Regions from separate parts of the Mus musculus genome. Here all the other regions are linked to region 2. The links are chromatin contacts, called in public Hi-C and HiChIP or PLAC-seq maps. All regions are on one chromosome and are shown on one strand. The core of a region is the stretch at or near the end of the contact, and the rest is flanking DNA. Distances in the headings are between cores, read along the strand shown.

What was found. A called contact is a pair of places that touch in the nucleus more often than the background predicts. HiChIP or PLAC-seq counts read pairs in DNA pulled down with a chosen protein or histone mark.
Region 1: a Hi-C map of the G1E-ER4 cell line shows a contact between it and region 2, with 2.2 times the contacts expected there. The contact joins two enhancer-like sites. A contact is called at or near these places in 1 of 39 promoter capture datasets (cranial neural crest), 2 of 484 Hi-C or Micro-C datasets (the G1E-ER4 cell line and the HPC-7 cell line), 1 of 115 datasets of contacts at active chromatin or transcription factors (large pre-B cells) and 1 of 9 other capture datasets (embryonic stem cells).
Region 3: an H3K4me3 HiChIP or PLAC-seq map of the 230-238 cell line shows a contact between it and region 2, with 8 times the contacts expected there. The contact joins two enhancer-like sites. A contact is called at or near these places in 3 of 15 datasets of contacts at CTCF or cohesin (the NIH/3T3 cell line and large pre-B cells), 60 of 484 Hi-C or Micro-C datasets (B cells, the Ba/F3 cell line, the C3H10T1/2 cell line and 37 more), 8 of 115 datasets of contacts at active chromatin or transcription factors (the 230-238 cell line, PVALB interneurons, bone marrow-derived dendritic cells and 5 more) and 4 of 9 other capture datasets (adipose tissue, embryonic stem cells, liver and 1 more).

Annotation. Positions count from the first base shown.
Region 1 is chr5:147,387,335-147,390,166 of GRCm38.p6, forward strand. The region is part of intron 1 of Flt3 (FMS-like tyrosine kinase 3); the gene reads right to left. Among named protein-coding and RNA genes, the nearest start is that of Gm26597, 11 kb to the right of the region's middle. Within about 2 kb of position 1,572, at least 44 of the 459 cell types and tissues checked have an H3K27ac peak or open chromatin away from gene starts, as enhancers often do. A contact at or near this core is called in the G1E-ER4 cell line, where this site is marked.
Region 2 is chr5:146,686,467-146,689,381 of GRCm38.p6, forward strand. No RefSeq gene overlaps it. Among named protein-coding and RNA genes, the nearest start is that of Gm34700, 13 kb to the right of the region's middle. Within about 2 kb of position 1,610, at least 55 of the 459 cell types and tissues checked have an H3K27ac peak or open chromatin away from gene starts, as enhancers often do. A contact at or near this core is called in the 230-238 cell line, the G1E-ER4 cell line and pre-B cells, where this site is marked.
Region 3 is chr5:147,331,558-147,334,257 of GRCm38.p6, forward strand. It overlaps Flt3 (FMS-like tyrosine kinase 3), which reads right to left. Exons shown (of 24, transcript NM_010229.2): 23 at 1,333-1,438. Among named protein-coding and RNA genes, the nearest start is that of Urad, 10 kb to the left of the region's middle. Within about 2 kb of position 1,319, at least 7 of the 459 cell types and tissues checked have an H3K27ac peak or open chromatin away from gene starts, as enhancers often do. A contact at or near this core is called in the 230-238 cell line and pre-B cells, where this site is marked.

The DNA of each region.
Region 1 (2,832 bases), core at 322-2,821, 700 kb after region 2:
CACATTCTGATGCTGCTAAGGTCCTTCTAGACGTTTAGATTAGGGTTAGCATGAAATTTTCCCTTCATTTTAATGAATGAATGAATGAATTAATTAATTATTGAGACAGGGCCTCACTCTGTAGCTCTAATAGACCTAAACTCACTGTGTGGACTGGGTTGGCCTTGAACTCACAGAGAGCCTTCTACCTTTGCTCCCCAGCCCTGGCATTAAAGATGTGTGCCACCACTCCTGGCCACTCATTCTTTTCTGCTTAGCCTATTCCTCTCTCATGTGTAGGAAACTTCATTTATGTGGCACAAAGGTTGAACTTTTCTCTTTTAATGAAATTAACTTTGTCCTTTTAAATACTGATTTTCATTTTTATGTTTTAATTAAAACTTTATTATAAAGAACTTGAAAATAAAATTGTCACACAGCAAAATTACCTTTTTGCTGTGATATTGGTGTTAAGTTTATGAGATTATTGGTGTGATTAAATCTATCATTCTGTCCTTTGATTTCTATGTACTTTGTTTGCTTTTAATTCCCTTGTCTTCTTTTTTCTGGCTTCTTTGGGAATAACTGACTTTTTACTTGAGTGTGTGTGTGTGTGAGTGTTTGTGTGTGTGTGTGTGTGTGTGTGTGCATACAGAGGCCAGACATTGACATGTGTGTGTTACTCTGTTATAGTTACTGTTGAGGTGCTGTGAGCAGACACCATGACGAAGGCAAGTCTTATAAAAGACAACATTTATTTGAGGCTGGCTTACAGCTTCAGAGCTTTAGTCTGATTTCATCATGGTAGAAAACACGACAGTGCGCACGCAGTCAGATATATTGGCTGGAGAAGGAGCTGAGGGTTCTACAACTTGACCTGAGGCAGAAGAAGAACTGACACACTAGACCTAGCTTGAGCGTAGACCTCAAAGCCCACCTCCATAGTGACACACTTCCTCCAACAGGGTCACACCTCCTAGCAGTGCCACTCTTTGTGGGCCAAGCATTCAAACCCATGAGTCTATGGGGACCACTCCTATTCAAATCACTACAGTCTCCATCACTCACAACCTAATTTTCTGAGACAGGTTCTTTCACGGAACCTGAGTTTCTGTTTCACCAAGAGGGCCAGCAAGCCACTGGGATCAACCTATCCCTACATCCCCAGCCCCAGCATTACAGAGGCGTGGCCTTCAAATGGATGCAACCGATCCAAATTCTCAGAACAACGGTATTTTCTGATCACTCCTCCTGTATGATAAGAGGCATTCCTGGAGGGATGTGATAAGCACATCTCCTCAGCCCAGATGGAGAGCCCACGAGAGAGCAAGATCCAGATGCCACCAAAGTCCAGCTGGCTTGAACCAGTGAGTTTTATTGGTGTTACAAAAATATGGGTGAGGGGTCACTTACAAGAGCAGAAATGACTCAAAGAATGATGCATCACCAAAGCCCATCCCAGCATGAGCTCACACAGCTGGGAACCCGGAGCCCAGTGCACAGCCTGCAGGCAGCTCAGCAGGTTGGAGAGCATCCTTTCCAAGTGACTCCATTGGGCTAAGCCTCTTGCAGGCAGCGCTGCTAGTTTCTGTTTCTCCCGGGCAGCTAGTTGGTCATGATCATCTCAAGAGTCGTCTCTGCAGCTTCTATTGCTTACTCTGGTAGGGACCTAGTGAATCCCTTCAGTTTTAGGGGCTTCTTGAAGCTGTTTTGAAGTTATTTTTATCTCCCTGCTTAGGATGAAATGTTTCAACTTCAGGGGAAACTGTTATGCAACACAACATCATTTGTATCCATAATATACAAAGAACTCCTCAAACGCAACAATAAGAAAGTCACAAAGCAAGGAAATGAGTAAGTGTGTGGGAATTGCATCACATCATCAGCCACATAGGGAAACACAAGTCAAAACCACAACATGCTGTGAATTAGAACTGGGAGGCCGGGAGGGAAGCTGGCAGCAAAATATTAAGACTCCGACCCAGGCTGAGAGGGGAACCAGGGACAAACCCAGAAATCCTGACTGCAGCCCGTGCAGACAATAGTGTTGAGCAACTGCAATCCCTATATGCCCTTGGGGCAGATGAAGATGGTTACGCATTTATGTAGCCTAAAACCCATCTATACAATACCATGCTTATGTATTTACCCAGGAGAAATTAACACTATGCGCCTGTACTTGAATTTTTACAAAACCACTCATAATTGGCAGAAACCAGGAGAAAACGGAAGTTCAAAAGGCAACTTAATAGATAAATAAACTACGACATAGCCACACATTAGAATACTATTCAGCAATAGAAAGGGAAAATACTGATATATAATAGCATGAGGTAATTGCAGAGATTTTTCTGAGAGTCCAGACATGGTGGGGCACAGCTTTAATCCTAGCATGCAGGAGGCAGGGGGAGGTGGATCTCATGAGTTCTAGGACAGCCAGATCAAAACATCAACAGGCCCAAAGACATTATTCTTTGTTTGTAAACCGAGTCAAAAGACCGCATATTATACAGTTCCACACACAATCTTTGAAAAGAGGGGGAAAATAGCAACAGCAAAGAGATGATTGACTGCCAGGGGTTGTGTGTAGAGAACCGGGGGTTTACAATGACCACAAGAAAATTGGGGGTGCGATGGATATGCTCTGCGTGTGGACGGTGATGTCAGTTGTCTGCTTGCTTCTAATAAACTCTGGGAAGCAGACATTTTAAAAGGCGACATTGCTGTAGCAGCGTGACTCAGTACTCATGCGTAACTTGACGTCATCAGTGTGAGGGTTCTTTCCCAAGAATCCGTTCCAAAGTGGAAATTCCCAGATCATTGTGGCAAAGCCAGGTGGGGACCTGAGGGAGC
Region 2 (2,915 bases), core at 360-2,859:
TACTCTTAGTGACTTTAGTGTAAGGAACCCAAAGACCTACTACATATGAGCAAACCAAGCTTGATGGGACACGTTCCCTTAAAAAGGAAGGAAGCCAGGGCTTGTGTCACCTCAAGAGTGAAGCTGGAAGACACACATATAAAAGTTAAATAAGACCATGACCAAAGGACAAAGCTTTGAGAATTCTGCTTCTGTGAGATCCTTAGAGCAGTCAGTCTGGAGACAGACGGGAAGTAGAATGGAGGCTTCCGGGACCTAGAGGAGTGGGGAACGGGGAGCAACTGTTTAAGAAGTGCAGTCTCCATCCTGCAAAATGAAAACCGTTCTAGACAGGGCCGCCGGTGACGGCTCTGTAGCCGTGTGAATGTAATAATGCTGACAGCGTGCATTTAACAGTTAAGATGGGAAGCCTTGCCTTATATGTACTTCGTGATTGATTATTTTTCAAGTTTGGTTGTAAAGCCCAGGCACCTTTAGACAAATCGAGCTGCCTCCAAGAGAAGACGGCATCAGGCTTTGTCCATGGCCAGGGGATGCCTGGCCTTTCCACACAGCCCCTGCCCATGAGCTGCTGCTCCTGCCCAAAGCGAGAGCACCCACCTGCTCCCCGAGCCCTGATCTCACCGCTTGTATCTGCCTAGAAAGGGACTTCCCAAGAGGTCACTGGCCACCTGTGGTCAGAGGTGGCCCTGCATGCTTGGGTCTCTCCCAACCGGTGGTAAATGCACGCAGCAAGATCCACACTCTGCGTTCTTTCTGCATACCATGCTGCTCCCGCAGAGACCGCACACACTTGGTGCTTAATAGATAGTCGAGGAAGAGAAATGCGAAAGGAGGCAGGGGAGGGTGAGAAAGGGAGATGGAGGGATGGGAGGGAGATGCGCCAACGTGGGTCAGAACTCACCTCCGCTTTATGGGTACAGATAGGGCCTCAGGATGAACGGGCAGCGGGCCATTCCCGCGGGGCTCAATTTCTCCCTCCCCTGTCTCACTCCCCAGAATTTTGGAAGTGACGGTACTCATATCCTCAGGAGGGCTGCTCAATGTGAGTGGCATCGGGGCCCATGACGAAAGCCACTCACCCCACCCCCACCCCCACCCCCAACCCCACCCCCACCCCTACCCCCACACGCTGTTGCTTTTTGCTGCCCTAGAACAAGAAACACAGAATATTCAATTCCTGAGCAGGCTTCGCACATCCAGGGTGCTACCCATTAGCTCACACCACCTGGGCACCCTATCCTCCCTTGGCCTCCTGGACCTCCCTGGCTCCCTCAGCCCCCGGGGCCCCGTATTATCCACACAATCTGTTCCCGGGTGATAATGAAACTCTCAGGTCAGGAAGAGGGAAGCTTTGTGACCCTCCTGTCGGGAGGAGGGGGTCTCTTTGCTTGTCGGACCCTGGTATTTGCTCACCTGACATTTCAATTTTGTGACAAGGTGACATGCAAAGGGGAGAGGGCACATTTTTTTGGCAGGAGAGGTAATTTATTAGACATCCACTCGCCAGCTATAAACATCTCCTTTCGGTTTGCTATTGCAGTCCCGGCCTGCCACAGGGCTGATCCCTGGTTAATGCATAACTTGGTGAGTGCCACTCTCAGGGCAGGCAAGCCTCATGCCCCCAGCTCCTCACTTCCTCCTCCACCTGACCTGACAACGGGGCCATGTCACCCTCTGCTTGCAAAGAGGCGGGCCTGAAGCTGGAGTCCCACACCGGTTGACCCAGAGTGACATGAGGTCACGCTTACTGAGTGCAGTAGGCTAGGCTTCGAGTTTTCCACCCGTGTGGGATGGCTGTGACGGCCACCTTAACACAAAAGCAGCTGCTGCACCCTGGGGATGAACCTTCTGTTTTCTGACATCCTCCCTGTGGCTTCAAATAATCAAGGACGGGGAGGAACACGCTGCAACTGCGGTGCTCTGGGGTGAGATGGAAAACAAACACGCAGGGCTAGAACCGGTGTACACGCGCCTTTAATCCCAGCACTCCAAAGGCAGAGGGAAGGCAAAACTCTGTGAGTTCAAGGCCAGCCTGTCGACATAGAGTTCCAGGACAGCCAGAGCTACGAGATTCTATCTCAAAATAAATGAAAGAAGAAAGAAAAAGCAGGTCACTTACCAATGGAACTGACTGAAGTATCCCCAAATATCCAAAGTAAACTTGGTGGCCGAAGGGAGACTTCTAGAAAACCTTAGAACGTAACACAAATATAGAGAAGCATGTTTGGTTGCAACTTGATAAATTCCCATGAAGCAAGTCTGCCTACCTAACTTGAACAAATTCAAAACAGAGCTTGGCCAGTTAGTTGGGACTAACCCCAGGTACCCCAAGTCAGAGTGACCCTCATCCTGGCCACCATCAAAGGTCTCCGTTTCCTGAATGTTCTATTGCATCTGGCTTCTCTCAGCATCCTGGTACCTATGGTTGAAGTCCACTCCTTCCATTAGTTTATTTCCCTGGGGAATATAGGTTGTGTATAGCTTTGGCCAGCATGTCAAAAACGCAGGTTCTGGGTGAGGCTGGAGAGATGGTTCGGTGAGTAAGCACAGGCTGGCGGCTCTCCCGGCAGACCCCAGTTCGAATTCCAGCACCTACCTGGTAGCTCACAATTGTCAATAACTCCACTTCCAGAGGATCAAGTGCCCTCTTCTGGTCTCTGCAGGCAGGCACCAGACACGCACATGGTATACTGACATATATACAGGCAAAACACTCATACACGTAAAATTAAAAATTTAAAATGCAGGTTAGAAGAAGGGACATCCTTGGGTTTTGATATCTGGTTTGATAGCTGGGTGATACTGGAGCCAATATCCTGCAGATATCTAGAAATGCCTGTGATGTTTTCACTTTACAAAGACAGCAGGGGCCTCTGTGGAGCCTTTTGTGAGGTGGGAAGGTCTTAGGATGT
Region 3 (2,700 bases), core at 69-2,568, 640 kb after region 2:
ATTTCTGAGGGTCCCTGTATACACTACTACATGTAATTGAAAAGTAAAATAATCTTAAAAATATAAAACTATGAATTTGGGTAGTTTCCAGGCTTGTTTTGAAGTTTTATTTACTTTATGTGCGCAAGTGTGCACCTGTCAGTATTTGAATGCAGTGCCTGCAGTGGCCAGAAGAGGGCGCTGGAGCTCCTGGAATAGGAGGTATAGGTGACTGTGAGCTACCCTGTTTACTGGGAAGTGAACCCTGATCCTCTGCAAGAGCAGCCAGTGGTCTAACTACTGAGCCATCTGTCCAGTCCCCTCCATGGGTTTTGTTTTATTCTGAAACAGCAGCCACTCATTTTTTTTAAGACTAAATCTATTTATTTATTTATTTTTATTTATTTATTTGTTTATTTATTTATTAATTATATGTAAGTACACTGTAGCTGTCTTCAGACACTCCAGAAGAGGGAGTCAGATCTCGTTACGGATGGTTGTGAGCCACCATGTGGTTGCTGGGATTTGAACTCCGGACCTTCGGAAGAGCAGTTGGGTGTTCTTACCCACTGAGCCATCTCACCAGCCCGCCACTCATTTTTAATAAAAAGTAGGAAAAGGGCAGATGGCAGGTGATTTGTCCTTTACAGAACTATCATCCCACAAGATGTCCACATTAAAGTCTAAAGTTGCAAATGCTACGTGAGACATTAGTGACATTAAAGTCACTAATGTGAGACATTATGTGAGTCACTATGTGAGACACTAGTGACGGAGGCAGGATCTGAACCTGGGCTCTGAGTGTTCAAGGCTCCACCCTTATCTGGAGCAGACCTCTCCTGTGCTAAGAGTGCTAAGAAGGAGGGGCTAATACCAAGATCCTGCTGCTTGAGGATCAGTTACCTTTGCAACCCATTTTACAGATGGGAACACCGAGGCCAAAGAAGAAACTTGCCATCGTTCAGATCAGTGGGGAATGAGCAGCAGAGACTGAATGGGTCCTCAGGGCTTTGGGCTAAAGCCCTTCCCATCCATACCCACCCTCACACCATGTTGACTTAGAAAAGGCCAGTGGCTCCTGGAGGAGTTAAGGTTTATTTAGTTGTCTAGCCCTTTGCACTGGACCCTTAAGAGCTTTTAACCTATTAATCACTTGGATGAAATCACAGGAAAGCCCCGCCCCCAAGCCCACACCAGATAGTACGCCTTCTGCACAGGACTGTGGAAGAGTAATCTAGGCAAAGTGAGGTGAGAAAGATGATCGGCCTAAACCAGATATGAGGCCATTAGTGCCGGTGTGACACCCACACATCTCCCTGGGGACCGTTATGATTAAGCCAAGCCTCCACATACCGCTTCTTCTGCCTCTGCCAGCTGACATCCTAAAAATGAAGTCAGGTTGGGGAAGGATGGCCGCTTCCTTGAGTCAAAAGCCCAGCAGGATTGCATTACAAAGTATCTGTGAGAGAGCAAATCAGAGCAGAGCTGAGGGGGTGTGAATGAACTTGGCAGGGCTCCACCCACAGTTCACACCCAGGGCAGCATGGGGGTGGGGGTGGGGGGTGGGGGCTGTGCACTGTGCGCTGCTGGCTTTGTGGGAAGCACGGACTAGAATTGGTACCACACCAGAGAGTGAGGTGAAGTCAAATCCTCAGGTACCACAAGCAGAAGAATGAAGCCTTGGAGGCTGCCCAAGAGGGCGCAAGCTACCTGAAGCTTGCTTGCTTTCTCTCTCTCTCTCTCTCTCTCTCCCTCCCTCCCTCCCTCCCTCCCTCCCTTCCTTCCTTCTTTCCTTCCTTCCTTTCTTGTCTTGCTATTAGCACAGATTATCCTACAGCCTCATACCTCTGGAGTACTGGGATTATAGGCAAGTGTCTCCTTGCCCTTCCTGCCCCCCCCCCCAATTTATTGATTGATTGGCGATTGTTTTTTTCAAGACAGGATCTCACTACACAGCTTTGGCTGTCGACCAGGCTGGCCTCAAATCACAGAGATCTGACTGCCTCTCTGCTTCCTCGCTGTGGGAATTAAAGGTGGATGCCACTGTACCAAGATGTCTCTGCTTTTAAACAGCAAACAAGGGCCGGAGAGATGGCTCAGCGGTTAAGTGGTTAAGACTGCTCTTCCAGAGGTCCTGAGTTCAATTCCCAGCAACCACATGGTGGTTCACAACCATCTGTAGTGGGATCCAATGCCCTTTTTTGGTATCTCTGAAGATAGTGACAGTATACTCACATACATTAGATAGATAGATAGATAGATAGATAGATAGATAGATAGATAGATAGATAGATAGATAGATAGATAGATGAATAAATAAATATAAATAAATAAGATCTCAGCAATGTCGTAGGAAAGTGTGTTTTAACCAGGTGTGGTGGCAGTGCACATTTTTTAAAATGTATTTATTTATTATATGTAAGTACACTGTAGCTGTCCTCAGATACTCCAGAAGAGGGCATCAGTTTTCATTACGTTTGGTTGTGAGCCACCATGTAGTTGCTGGGATTTGAACTAGGGGCTTTCAGAAGAGCAGTCTGCGCTCTTAACCACTGAGCCATCTCACCAGCCCAGCGGTGCCCATTTTTAATAACAGCTCTCAGGAGGCAGAGACAGCTGGATCTCTGAGTTTGAGGCCAGCCTGGTTTACAGAGTCAATTCCAGGACAGCCAGGGCTACACAGGGGAACCTTGGCTCAAAAAGAAAACAAAACAGAAAGAA